4 separate regions of the Sus scrofa genome follow, and all the other regions are linked to region 4. Evidence: chromatin contacts called from public Hi-C and HiChIP or PLAC-seq data. All regions are on one chromosome and are shown on one strand. Each heading gives the region's core, a stretch centred on a gene start, on an enhancer-like site or on the middle of the called end of the contact. The rest is flanking DNA. Distances are from core to core; before and after follow the strand shown.

The links. Hi-C and Micro-C count contacts between places; a contact is called where the count stands out from the background. HiChIP or PLAC-seq counts read pairs in DNA pulled down with a chosen protein or histone mark.
Region 1: an H3K27ac HiChIP or PLAC-seq map of alveolar macrophages shows a contact between it and region 4. The contact joins the promoter of MANBAL here to the promoter of BLCAP in region 4. A contact is called at or near these places in 4 of 5 promoter capture datasets (fetal liver, liver and skeletal muscle), 32 of 47 Hi-C or Micro-C datasets (adipose tissue, alveolar macrophages, blood and 15 more) and 2 of 2 datasets of contacts at active chromatin or transcription factors (alveolar macrophages and skeletal muscle).
Region 2: a contact with region 4 is called in a Hi-C map of embryonic fibroblasts, with 14 times the contacts expected there. The contact joins the promoter of GHRH here to the promoter of BLCAP in region 4. A contact is called at or near these places in 5 of 5 promoter capture datasets (fetal liver, fetal skeletal muscle, liver and 1 more), 34 of 47 Hi-C or Micro-C datasets (adipose tissue, alveolar macrophages, blood and 16 more) and 2 of 2 datasets of contacts at active chromatin or transcription factors (alveolar macrophages and skeletal muscle).
Region 3: an H3K27ac HiChIP or PLAC-seq map of alveolar macrophages shows a contact between it and region 4, with 6 times the contacts expected there. The contact joins the enhancer-like site here to the promoter of BLCAP in region 4. A contact is called at or near these places in 2 of 5 promoter capture datasets (fetal liver and fetal skeletal muscle), 15 of 47 Hi-C or Micro-C datasets (alveolar macrophages, blood, brain and 8 more) and 1 of 2 datasets of contacts at active chromatin or transcription factors (alveolar macrophages).

Annotation. Positions count from the first base shown.
Region 1 is chr17:40,419,319-40,422,018 of Sscrofa11.1, forward strand. It overlaps MANBAL (protein MANBAL), which reads left to right and starts at 1,427. Exons shown (of 4, transcript XM_005672921.3): 1 at 1,427-1,512.
Region 2 is chr17:40,396,560-40,399,259 of Sscrofa11.1, forward strand. GHRH (growth hormone releasing hormone) reads right to left here and starts at 1,298. Exons shown (of 5, transcript NM_001195118.1): 1 at 1,138-1,298.
Region 3 is chr17:40,502,802-40,505,501 of Sscrofa11.1, forward strand. SRC (proto-oncogene tyrosine-protein kinase Src) reads left to right here. Exons shown (of 14, transcript XM_021077973.1): 4 at 1,048-1,322; 5 at 2,344-2,443. The coding sequence starts at 1,055. Among named protein-coding and RNA genes, the nearest start is that of SRC, 33 kb to the left of the region's middle. Within about 2 kb of position 1,375, at least 31 of the 83 cell types and tissues checked have an H3K27ac peak or open chromatin away from gene starts, as enhancers often do. A contact at or near this core is called in alveolar macrophages, fetal liver, retroperitoneal adipose tissue and 1 more, where this site is marked.
Region 4 is chr17:40,632,343-40,635,042 of Sscrofa11.1, forward strand. It overlaps BLCAP (bladder cancer-associated protein), which reads right to left and starts at 1,271. Exons shown (of 3, transcript XR_001302112.2): 1 at 1,158-1,271.

The DNA.
Region 1 (2,700 bases), core at 177-2,676, 210 kb before region 4:
AATCTGCTTCTGTCTGAATTATAAAACTGTGCTTGTTTGTCTCCTCTCTGCATTGCAGGCTCTTAGCTCAGGCCCTAGCATAGAGTTAAGGCTTCTATACAATGCAAGTCAAATCTACACTAAGGCATCACATCAGATCAGTCAGAATGGCCATCATCAAAAAGTCTACAAATAATAAATGCTGGAGAGTGTGTGGAGGAAAGAGAACCCCCCTTCACTGTTGGTAGGAATGTAAATTGGTGCTGCCACTATAGAAAACAGTATGAGTTTCCTTAAAAAACTAAAAATAGGAGTCCCCTCGTGGTTCAGCAGTAACGAATCTGACTAGTATCCATGAGGACGAGGGTTAATCCCTGGCCCTCATCAGTGGGTTAAGGATCTGGCGTTGCTGTGAGCTTCAGTGTAAGTTGCAGATGTGGCTCAGATCTAGCATTGCCTGTGGCTGTGGCTGTGGTGTAGACTGGTAACTGTAGCTCTGATTCAACCCCTAGCCTGGGAACTTCCATATGCTGCAGGTGTGGCCCTAAAAAGCAAAATAATAATACAATAAAATAAAAATTTTAAAAATAAAAAATAGAGTGACAAATCCTATGACATCACTTATATGTGGAATCTAAAAAAAAAAAAAAAAGATACAAATGAGGAGTTCCCATTGTGGCTCAGTGGTTAACGAATCTGACTAGTATCCATGAGCATGAAGGTTGGATCCCTGGCCTTGCTCAGTGGGTTAAGGATCTGGTGTGGCCATGAGTTGTGGTGTAGGTCACAGACTCCGCTGGGATCTGGCGTTGCTGTGGCTCTGGTGTAGGCAGGCAGCTACACCTCACATTCCACCCCTAGCCTGGGAACCTCCACATGCTGCAGATGCAGCCCTAAAAAAAGCAAAAAAAAAAAAAAAACAAAAAAAAAAAAAACAAATGAACTTATTTACAAAACAGAAATAGACTGATGGACATAGAAAACTTACGGTTGCCAAAGGGGGAGGGGAGGAGCAATAAATTAGGAGTTTGGGATTAACAGACATAGACAACTATACACAAAATGATTGACAAAGTCCTACTGTAGAGCACAGGGAACTATATTCTATGTCTTATAATAACCTATGAAGGAAAAGAATCTGAAAAAGAATATATCTATGTGTATAACTGAATCACTTTGCTGTACACCTGAAACTTATACAACACTGTAAATCAACTATACTTAAAAAAAAAAAAAAAAAAAAAAAAAAAGAGTAAGGCTTCTGCAAATGTGTATAAACATTTCCTGAAATGGGGTGTGATAAAGCCGCTGGGAGAACCGAGGCGTCTGGACCTCACCTCCGCAGATCTCTCCCTCCATCTAAAACCGACACAATCGGGACAAACGTCTAACAAAGCCCAGAGCCAGTATCCACAAATTCTAACAACGCTGGCGGGCGGAACCGAGTCCGCTGGTTGCTCAGGAACGTCACTTCCGGGATGGGGGAGTGTCACGGGGAACCACTTCCGGGGCAGTGCCGCGGCGGCGCGGGAGGTGAGTTTTGCGGCTGTAGGGGCCCGGCGGTGCTTTGAGGGTTGGGCGGAGTAGTACTGGCTGCGGAACCGAGAGGGGTTGGGCTCCGGCGCCGGCCCGGTCCGGCTGTCTCGGAGGCGCTTGGTCGCAGAGCTGCGCTTGGTGCCTAAAGTAAATAACTTCCTGGGGCGCTTCCAAGCATTCGGAAGTTACTTGGAGAGGGAGGTTTGAGTCCCAGCGAGGCAGAGGGCCTCGGTTGCTGCAGCCCAGCGCCTTAGTTTTGAGCCAGGGCCAAAACTCGGTGTTCCTTGCAGATTTGACCTGTCCTTTCTTTCCACGGGCGGAGCATTAGGATTAGCCAGAGCTCCGGAGTCAGTCTGGCCTGGGGTTCGACCCCTGAGTGTACCTGTATTGCTCTGTAACTGGGGACTATCTCTGGTTCTCAATTTCCATCTCTGTAAAATGGGCTCTTAGACTTGATCCGAGGATTAAAGGCGGTGGTGGAGGCAAAGCGCCTTAGTAAGTGCACAGTGCGTGTTTGTTTGCCGAATTGTTTGTTTTTAGGAGAAGTGGGAAATGACTGAAACGTTTTACTTTTTAGTAATTCCAAATTGCGGGACATCTGCCCACCAGTTTCAGCCCACTGGCTGCTGATTCTGATTGCTGTGGGGGATGGATTACCTTTGCATAGGACATAACTCTAACCCAGTTTTGGGTAGTTCTTGGGGACTTTAATGGGATGGGTCTGGGTATATAGCCCATGTCTCTAAGGCAGTGATTCTTGACACTGAGTTTCTGTTGAATTCTCAGGACACAATTTAAAAATCATTTCATTCAAAGCCAGGAATCCCCTACCAACATATTTGGAATCTGGGTTTTTCAGTCTTAGTGAAGACTTTGTTTCTACTTGCTAAGTCTGGACAGCTAGACATGTCTTAGGGGTTATTTATTTTGGAATGTTGACCTTTTTCCCCAGTAAACTTCTTATTTAGAACAATTTTAGATTTACAAAATTATTGTGAAGATAGGACAGTGAGTTCCCATATACAACTCCCATTTACCCAATTGCTAACATTCTACAATAGCATATAGTACTTTCGTCACAATTAATGAACCAATGTCAGTAAGTTATTAATATTTGTGGGGTGTGTGTCTTTTTAGGTCGGCACGCATGGCATATGGAGGTTCCCAGGCTAGGGGTCTAATCAG
Region 2 (2,700 bases), core at 48-2,547, 240 kb before region 4:
CTCTGGGCTGAGAACCTAATCCATGTGGTTGCAAAATCCCACTGGACAAAAAAGGAAAACAACAAGAATAACCCAGCCTATGAGATGAGAACAGCGGAGAAGCTAGCTGTTGACAGATATCTTCCACATGGCCAGTCCAAGGAGCTAGAATTCATGGAATTAAATCTAGTGCATATCCAACAGCACCACCGACAACTCCTTGATGGCCTCAAAGTCATCTTAGGGTTTATCATCTATCATTACAAGTATCAGTCAGTTCTCAACAGTGCTTACAAACTAATTTTGTCATTAGATATATTCGAGGTTGTCTGGCTTCAGGAAAAATGGGCACTTGATTCACAGCAGCTGGCACCTTTTGCCAGACTTGGTGCCAAGAATGCTACAAGAATTCTGCAGATGAACCTTCAACTGACGACAGAGGTCAGATCTCAAGTGCCAAACTAGCGAGGCCATTTTTGAACTCCTGGGGGAAAAAAAACAAATCTTTTACCTTTCTCGAATATTCTACTGTGTGATTTAAGAACCCCGCCCCCCCCAATCCTGACTCTGTTTATAAACTGTTTCCAGCAATAGTGCTCTAAGTTGAGGGAGATCTAAGTTTTTAGTGAGGAAGCATCTTGAACGGTCATTCAAAAGGGTGGTGCCCCACCCCCTTCCAGAAAGGTTGGAGGTGGCTTATGGTAAAAGACGCAAATACTCAGGATCCCTGAAGCCCCGAAGGGTCAAGAGACAAGCTTCAGGAGCAGGTCATTGTGTCTAAAACCTAGAGTAAGGAGTGCGGCTGCAATTGAGCAAGAAAGCAAAACGTTATCAATTTCCAGGCAATTGTATTAAATCGGTCCTGAGCAATCGGTGAGTGGTATTGATTTGCACAGCCACTTGCTTCCTTTCGGGTCCGTGGCAGAATCCCGTTGTGGGCAGGAGAATCTAGCCAGCGGGTGCCTTGCTCTAGCAGCCCACCCCCACACCCATGAAGGAGCACCGAGACCTCAGCTGCCCCTGACAGACACCTGGCACATGTCTGCCTGCCACCTCTCCGAGGACTGAGTGGCCAAGCGTCCAAGACAACCTCAAAATGGCGCCAACCATCAAGAGCACGTTCCAGAGCCACTAACAAGGGGCCTAAAAGGTACTCACCAGTCCACGGGCAAAGAAGACGGCAGTGGGCCTGGTGAACTGGGTGTCTCTGAACTGGTGAGAAGATCAACTGTCTTGCCCCCATCCAGCCCGGCCCCCAGGGCCACCCCCCTCTCACCTCCGATGTGGCAGGTCTCCCTCTGCCAGAAGACGCGGCTCCAGTTCCACGGGCCTCGGGCTCGCCGTTTGCTTCAGCGCCTGCGTGGTACTCGCATCATTTATACCTTCATTTTCCTAAGTGTTGTCAGCGTCAGAGAATCAATTACACACAAGTCCACCAAAGGACCGTTTTTAGCATCGCACTGACAAACCCTAACGGGGGAAAGAGGTTTTGCCCCTCGCCAATTCAGACTCGTATTGAACTTGCCCTTTATCTTCGAGAGCACGGACAGAGCAAAAAAAAAAAAATTATATTATTCCGAGAAGAAGAGAGAGTATAATCCTGCTACTCTAATAATTGGAGTACTCAGAACAGTGAACCACCATTTACTCTCAGAGATAAATGGGCGTTTTAAAAAGTTGGTATAATCTTGTTTTGTCCGTGTGCAACTTTATTTCACTTTAGGGCAGCCAACATTACAGGCTGGGTGTTTTTCTCCTCTTAGTGAGGAAAGTTGCTTGCTATTTCCCTTGTCATCCAATTATCAAGATTTTCCCCTCTTGACTTGTACCTGCTGCGGTCACAGGTCGGTGTAGGCAGCGAGCCTGGGGAGCATCTGTTTCATGTGTCAAGGCTGCCTCAGAGGTGTGTGAGGTGAGAGGGGAGAGATGGAGTGCCTTGGGAGAGTTGTGCTTCCAGATTTCTCTAGCCGATAGCAAAAGAAGCCTCAAGAACGGCATGAAAGTGTGCGAGGCAGAAGCCCTGGTTTCCCATAGGGCTGCTGTGGAGGACTGGAAATTGCTGTGAGCTGAGTCCAACTACCCCTCCGTGTCTGTCCGTCATGACTTTGGTGACCTTCAGAAGTTACTTCTGCCTTCCAGGCCTCAGTTTCTACACTATCGATTTCTACTCCCATCACAGCTCAGGGAAAACAGCAGAGAACAGAAGTTTTCCAAGTTTGTAAATAGTGACACAGAACTTTCTTTGGAAATCGTCTATGGAAGTGCAGTATACAAAGCAGATTTTTTTCTTGGCCGTACCCACTGCATGCAGAAATTCTGGGACCAGGAATCAAACCCAGGTCACTGCTGAGGAACCTGAGCCATAGCAGTGACCAGGTCCTTAACTTGCTGAGCCACCAGGAAACTCCTAAAACAGATTTTTAAAATGGAGCTGCACTGGTTAGAGATTGAGGAGTGGAGACTGCCTTTGCCTGCCCCGGGACACCTCTCTGGTTCGCAGTTAGAACCAGTAGTTTCTGGAACCTCCTCCAAGTGACACTTTATGAACCTGCTTCTTAGCCTTCACTGAGCCATGTTCCTGGCACAGAGCAAACATGGGATGTTCCCCAGAGAAGCAGGGACTGAGCAGCATCACCCTGCAGGCCTGGACACAACGTGGTGTGGTCAGGTCAGGCCAGATCCCCAGGGACTAAGAATGGCTGATGGGTCACAGCTGCAGGT
Region 3 (2,700 bases), core at 125-2,624, 130 kb before region 4:
CCACTGATCCCATGGCACCATGATGGGAATTCCGGCTCAGAGAACTCTTAACTCTTGAGAGATTCATTCATTCGTCCAGCTGTTTATTGAGCACCTACTGTGCCATACATACCCTGTGTTAGGTGCAGGGAGCACAGCAGTGAGCTAGACAGGCAAAGGCCCATGACAACAATCATATAAACCCATAAACAACCCCCAAATCTGGGCCACATTTTATCAAGAAGAGGCACAAAAAGCAGAGGGACTTAGACCAGTGAAAGGAGTTGGGAAACCCTTCCCAAAGAGGTGACTTTTCCCCCTTGATAGCTGTATTGAGATGTAATTGACATACAATAAACTATACTTATTTAAGGTGTATAGCTTGATAATTTTGACACATGGATGCACTCACGGAACTATCAGCACAGTCAAGATCATCCATCACCCCTAAACATTTCCCTCCCATCCCCCACATGCTGCCTCCAAAGAGGTGACTTGACTTAGGCTGGGAACTGAAGGAGGCATGAGTTACTCTGGTGAAGGGATCAGGGAAGAGCATTCAGGCAGAGGGAACCACATGTGCAAAGGCCCTGGGGCTGGAGTGAGCTCCCAGCCATTTCTCCTTCTTCCAGCTGCCTGCAGTACCCCTGCCCTGGCTGCAACTTTTAGCACTTTCCCTCTGGTGTGAGACAGTTTCAGTCAGGCATGTATTAACTCAACAAACCCTTAGCCCTTTCCGATGTGCCTGGAACACAGATGTGACTCAGACACGGCCCTGCCCCCAATGGAGAGAAACAGTGACCTGGGAAGGTTGGGGAGGTTAGGGCTTCTGATTATGAGGTTTCTTCTGTGCTTGGCCCTGTACCAAAGAAGCACTTCATGGGTACCATCATTGTTCCCATTTTACAGATGGAGAAACTGAGGTTCTGGAAGGCTAATTTACCCAAAGAGACCTCTTTGAGCCTCAGTTTCCCTGTCTGTAGAATGGGTGGGAGTGCAAGCTTAGGGACCCCGGCAGCCCGGCCTGCTCCCTGAGGTCTTCACCCTAAGGTTCTCTCTCATCTCCAGCAGAACCATGGGCAGCAACAAGAGCAAGCCCAAGGACGCCAGCCAGCGGCGCCGCAGCCTGGAGCCTGCCGAGAACACCCACGGCGGCGGGGGCGGCGGCGGCGGTGGCGGTGGTGCCTTTCCCACCTCACAGACCCCCAGCAAGCCAGCCTCCGCGGATGGTCATCGAGGCCCCAGCACGGCCTTCGCCCCTGCGGCCGCCGAGCCCAAGCTGTTTGGTGGCTTCAACTCCTCGGACACTGTCACCTCCCCGCAGAGGGCGGGGCCCCTGGCTGGTCAGTGGGCCTGGGAGTGTGGGTGCCGGGTGCCTAAGCTGTCGGGCTTAGGCTGCTCTGCTCTTTCTCTCACTGAAGGGGAGGAGCCTGTGGGTTACTGGGCCTTGGGGACTGTTGGGAGTTGCCTGGAGGCTTTATAAACTGGAAAGTGTGGTGCACACTTCATTGCTTCTAGGGGTGAATCCGATGCAGAGCATAAAGGACCTAGAGATAGAGGACGATAGAGAGAAACTGAGGCCGTGAGAGCTGGGGGCTTCTCAGGGAGGCACAGGGAGCAGCTTGGAGGCTTTGCTCTTGGCTCTGGTCAGCCCAGAGAAGGATCAGGACTGGAGGCGGTGCGTGGCCAAGAGGGCGGGGCTCTTTGGGAGGGAGACGGGGGGCTTCGGTCTTCAGAGCCCCGCCGAACGCCGAGGTGCGCCCCTGCGCCCTCTGCTGGCGCCTTGGTAATATAGCAGTCCCAGGCACACTTCATTGCCTTTAGGGGTGAATCTGATACAGAGCATATCGTCCTAGAGATAGAGGACGAGAGAGAGAAACTGAGGCCATGAGAGCTGGGGGCTTCTCAGGGAGGCACGGGGAGCAGGTTGGAGGTCCTGAAGACGCACAGACCTAAGACCCTCACACAAACACGACACTTACTCGGACACCCTCAGACAGAGCCACACACACACAGAGTCAGTAGCTCATTCGGAGACACCCATAGAGGACCCCCAGGCTCTAGGATCAAAACAAAGATGCCTGTTATTGGGGGCTTCTGCTTCTATGGGAAAGACAGGTACCAAACAGATAAACCAACAGCTAGCATAACCTAGAGCCCAGTGGGCACACTCAGACACGGAGAGACACGCATGCTTCCTACACCTTTCACAGGCTTGCCTGGACCCCTGGACAAGGTGGGCATGCATAGAGGCCCGCCCCCTGTGAATGGGACCAGGCCTCTGGGCTGGTGGTAGGAGACCAACTCCGCCCCTCCCCCCAGCCAAGGCCTTGGCCGTTCTGACACGCCCCTCTTGCCCTGCAGGCGGGGTGACCACCTTTGTAGCCCTCTATGACTATGAGTCACGGACAGAGACTGACCTGTCTTTCAAGAAAGGGGAACGGCTCCAGATTGTCAACAACACGTGAGTCCCCCGCCCCCCCTTCCCCGTCACCCCTCTGGACCCTGATCCAGGGCCTGGTCTTGAGACAGACAGCTTTGAGTGACCCCAGAGTGGGGAGGCCAGCCTGATGGGCAGTGGGGAGAGCTCAGCATCAAGGCAGCCAAGGTCCAGGGAGCTGACCTGGGGCCTGCAGGAGTGATGAGGCAGGGGCTCTGGGAAGGCTCTGTAATTGGTCAACAGAGCACAGCGTTCCAGATCACAGAACCCGCAGAAGTTGC
Region 4 (2,700 bases), core at 21-2,520:
TCTTTGAAACAACATATTATAGATAAAAAGTTAAACTGGTTTTGGCAGCAATTCTAACAAGACCAAAGTCAGATATGGAATTGACCTGGTCACTGGAAACCGCCCAGGGCACCACAATCTTTCAACAGATTTGCTTGATATTAATTAGTCTTTGATTTAAAACAAACAAATAAATAAACAAGATCTAACATTTGGCCTTAGCACTTAAGCTGGAACTTTTTCTTTTTTTTTTTTTTTTTTGGTCCTGGCTTTGGTGTTGCCGTCCAGAAGGCTGAGGGGATGGTTGTACCATGTCAGGCAGGGCAAACAGAAGCTGTCCCCAACACACCAGTTCCCTGAAAGGGGTAAAACACGAACCAAACCTATAAACAGAAAGACCATTTCTTTCCTAGGACAGACCTCAGTCTGACCCAACATTTAATGTTGAAAAGGGACACGGAGGCCTGGAAGGAAATTAAAGGCGGTCTGGAAGAGGGAAGAAAAAAAAAATCAACTGTCTCCCATCCCCCATTCTTCTTTTCAGGCCATTACTGTGCCAGGCATTCCATTCCTTCAGCTGCCCTTGAGGGCCACTCCCCATACGTACTGGAGGAAAGGGAACAGGTCGGCAGACCTGATAGAAAATTAGAAGGAGTAAGAAGCACCCGCGACCCAAAGCTGAGAGTCAAGCTATCACCCCGGGCACCAAGGCGGTGGCGTGGGAGCGGGAGACCCCTTTCTCTCCTCTCCACGTCCCTTCTGATTAAAAAAAATGCAATTAAAGTGGCAGGGACAGAGTGACAGGACTCTCAGAAGCTGAGCCCCCTGCCATGTGCCCCGGGGTCTAAGAAAAGGTGGCCGCACCCCTAGCCCCGCGCTCCCTAGCTCTGCCTGCTCCCTCCCGAGAGCAAACAGGCGAGCGCTGACCTTGGAGGCCAGAATCTGAACCTAGGAGTCCGGTGACACGCCCTCGGGCCGGGAAGGGACCCCCCAAGGCCCAGGCTGGGGACGAAACAGGGCAATCACGTGACACCGGACAGGGGCGGCCCAAGGTGCACGGAAGGAAAACCCCTGAAAGGGACCGGACGACGCCTAAGGTGACCCCGAAGGGACAACATGGCGGCGCGGCCGCATTGAGGGCCTCTCATCCCGCCCCCAGGAGGCCAATGCCACAGTACCTGCAAGCCCTGCCATGGCGCCGCCGCCACCGCTGTCGCCCTCGCCGCCGCAGCCTGCCTCCACCTCAGCTCGCCACCGACGCCGCAAGAAGCCGGGGAGACGCCCCCTTGGTCTTCTAGACGAGCCGGCCGAGGACCCCTCCCGGGACCGAGCTGCCTACAGCATACGCCTGATCATACGACCTAAATTGGGGTCACTCTCGCCCACTATCCCCCCAATATTTGCCACATATAGCCTTTTGAAGACGTCCTACCAACGTGTGCAGAACTCCAGGGGCTCTGAACTCTTCAAGTCTAAAGTAGTTTTGATCAGGCGTATGCCGGGCAGCCCCGAATCTCGGCTCCTTTGGTCCCCTTATGCATATGCAGCAGATTGTGATCTTTAACACGCTGAGAGAGAAGGGGGCGTACCCTCGTCTCCGTAGGTGAGCGTTTGTTCACTGCGACCCTCGTGGATGACCCGAGTACTCTGGGAAAAACCTTCTCGTGGCTCAAAGTCCGCCTCCTCCCCGGTCCCTTCACCAAGGCCAAAAGGTCAGGAACGGAACTATTCCGGCTCAGAATTTAGGATTTGTCTTGGGTCAGGATCTGACTCTTCCCCACTTCGGGCGAGCCACTTGCCCACTGCGACTCATCTTCCCCAAATCTGATGAAATGCCTGCTTCACAGGGTGGTTGTAGGGATTAAATGAGTCTGTGTATCCATTTATTAGCTAATGAAGCACATTCTTCGAGGTCTTGCTATGCGTAAGTGCAGTGCTAAAAAGGCAAGAGAATAGAATGGAGAGTGACACAGGCGCTGTTCTAACTCAAGGCTCTGCCAGTCCACTGGGGGAGAGTGACGGAAGGGCTTCTACAATCATCGAAAGAGCACTCTCTGTTAATAATTTTAATCAAATCAACATATAATTATGCACGATGGGAAGTGCTGTGGGTGGAAAATGAAGAATGTTATGAAAAGTTAGTGGAATACTAATGTGGGGTGAAGAGTGAGGGTGGTCTCTCCATGGGAAGCTGGTATTTAGGCGGACACCAAGGACAGTTAGGAGCTGCACAGGGCAAGAGTGAGAGGGGAAATGTTCTAGGCAGAAAGAACCCCTTGTCCTAGATGTGGGGGTGGAAAGGAGTGGGTGAGGGTGAGAAATGAGCAAGTAGGGCAGGTTGTGCTACCTAATGAATTTGGATTTTCTCTTGAGGGTAATGAGAAGCCATTTTCATCGGAGGGCTGATAACCAGATTGCGGTTTCTGAAAGGCTACCCTGACTGCATGACTTAGAAAGCACTTTCCAGTGGGTGTAGGGGGACCAGTTAGAAGGCTGGTTTCAGGTTTCCAGGTGCACCTGGCAGGGTGGTGGCTTGGGGAGGTGGAGAAGTAAAGAATGTAAGATGGGCAGGTGGGTGCTGAGGCATTGGCAGCTTAGATCTTTGCCTTGAGTATGATGGAATGAAAGAGACCTTGACTAAGGTGGGAAGAGGCTGAAGAAGGTTTAGATTGAGGGGGTAGATTGAGAGTTTGGCCTTGAGAAGGTAAATTTGAAAAACCT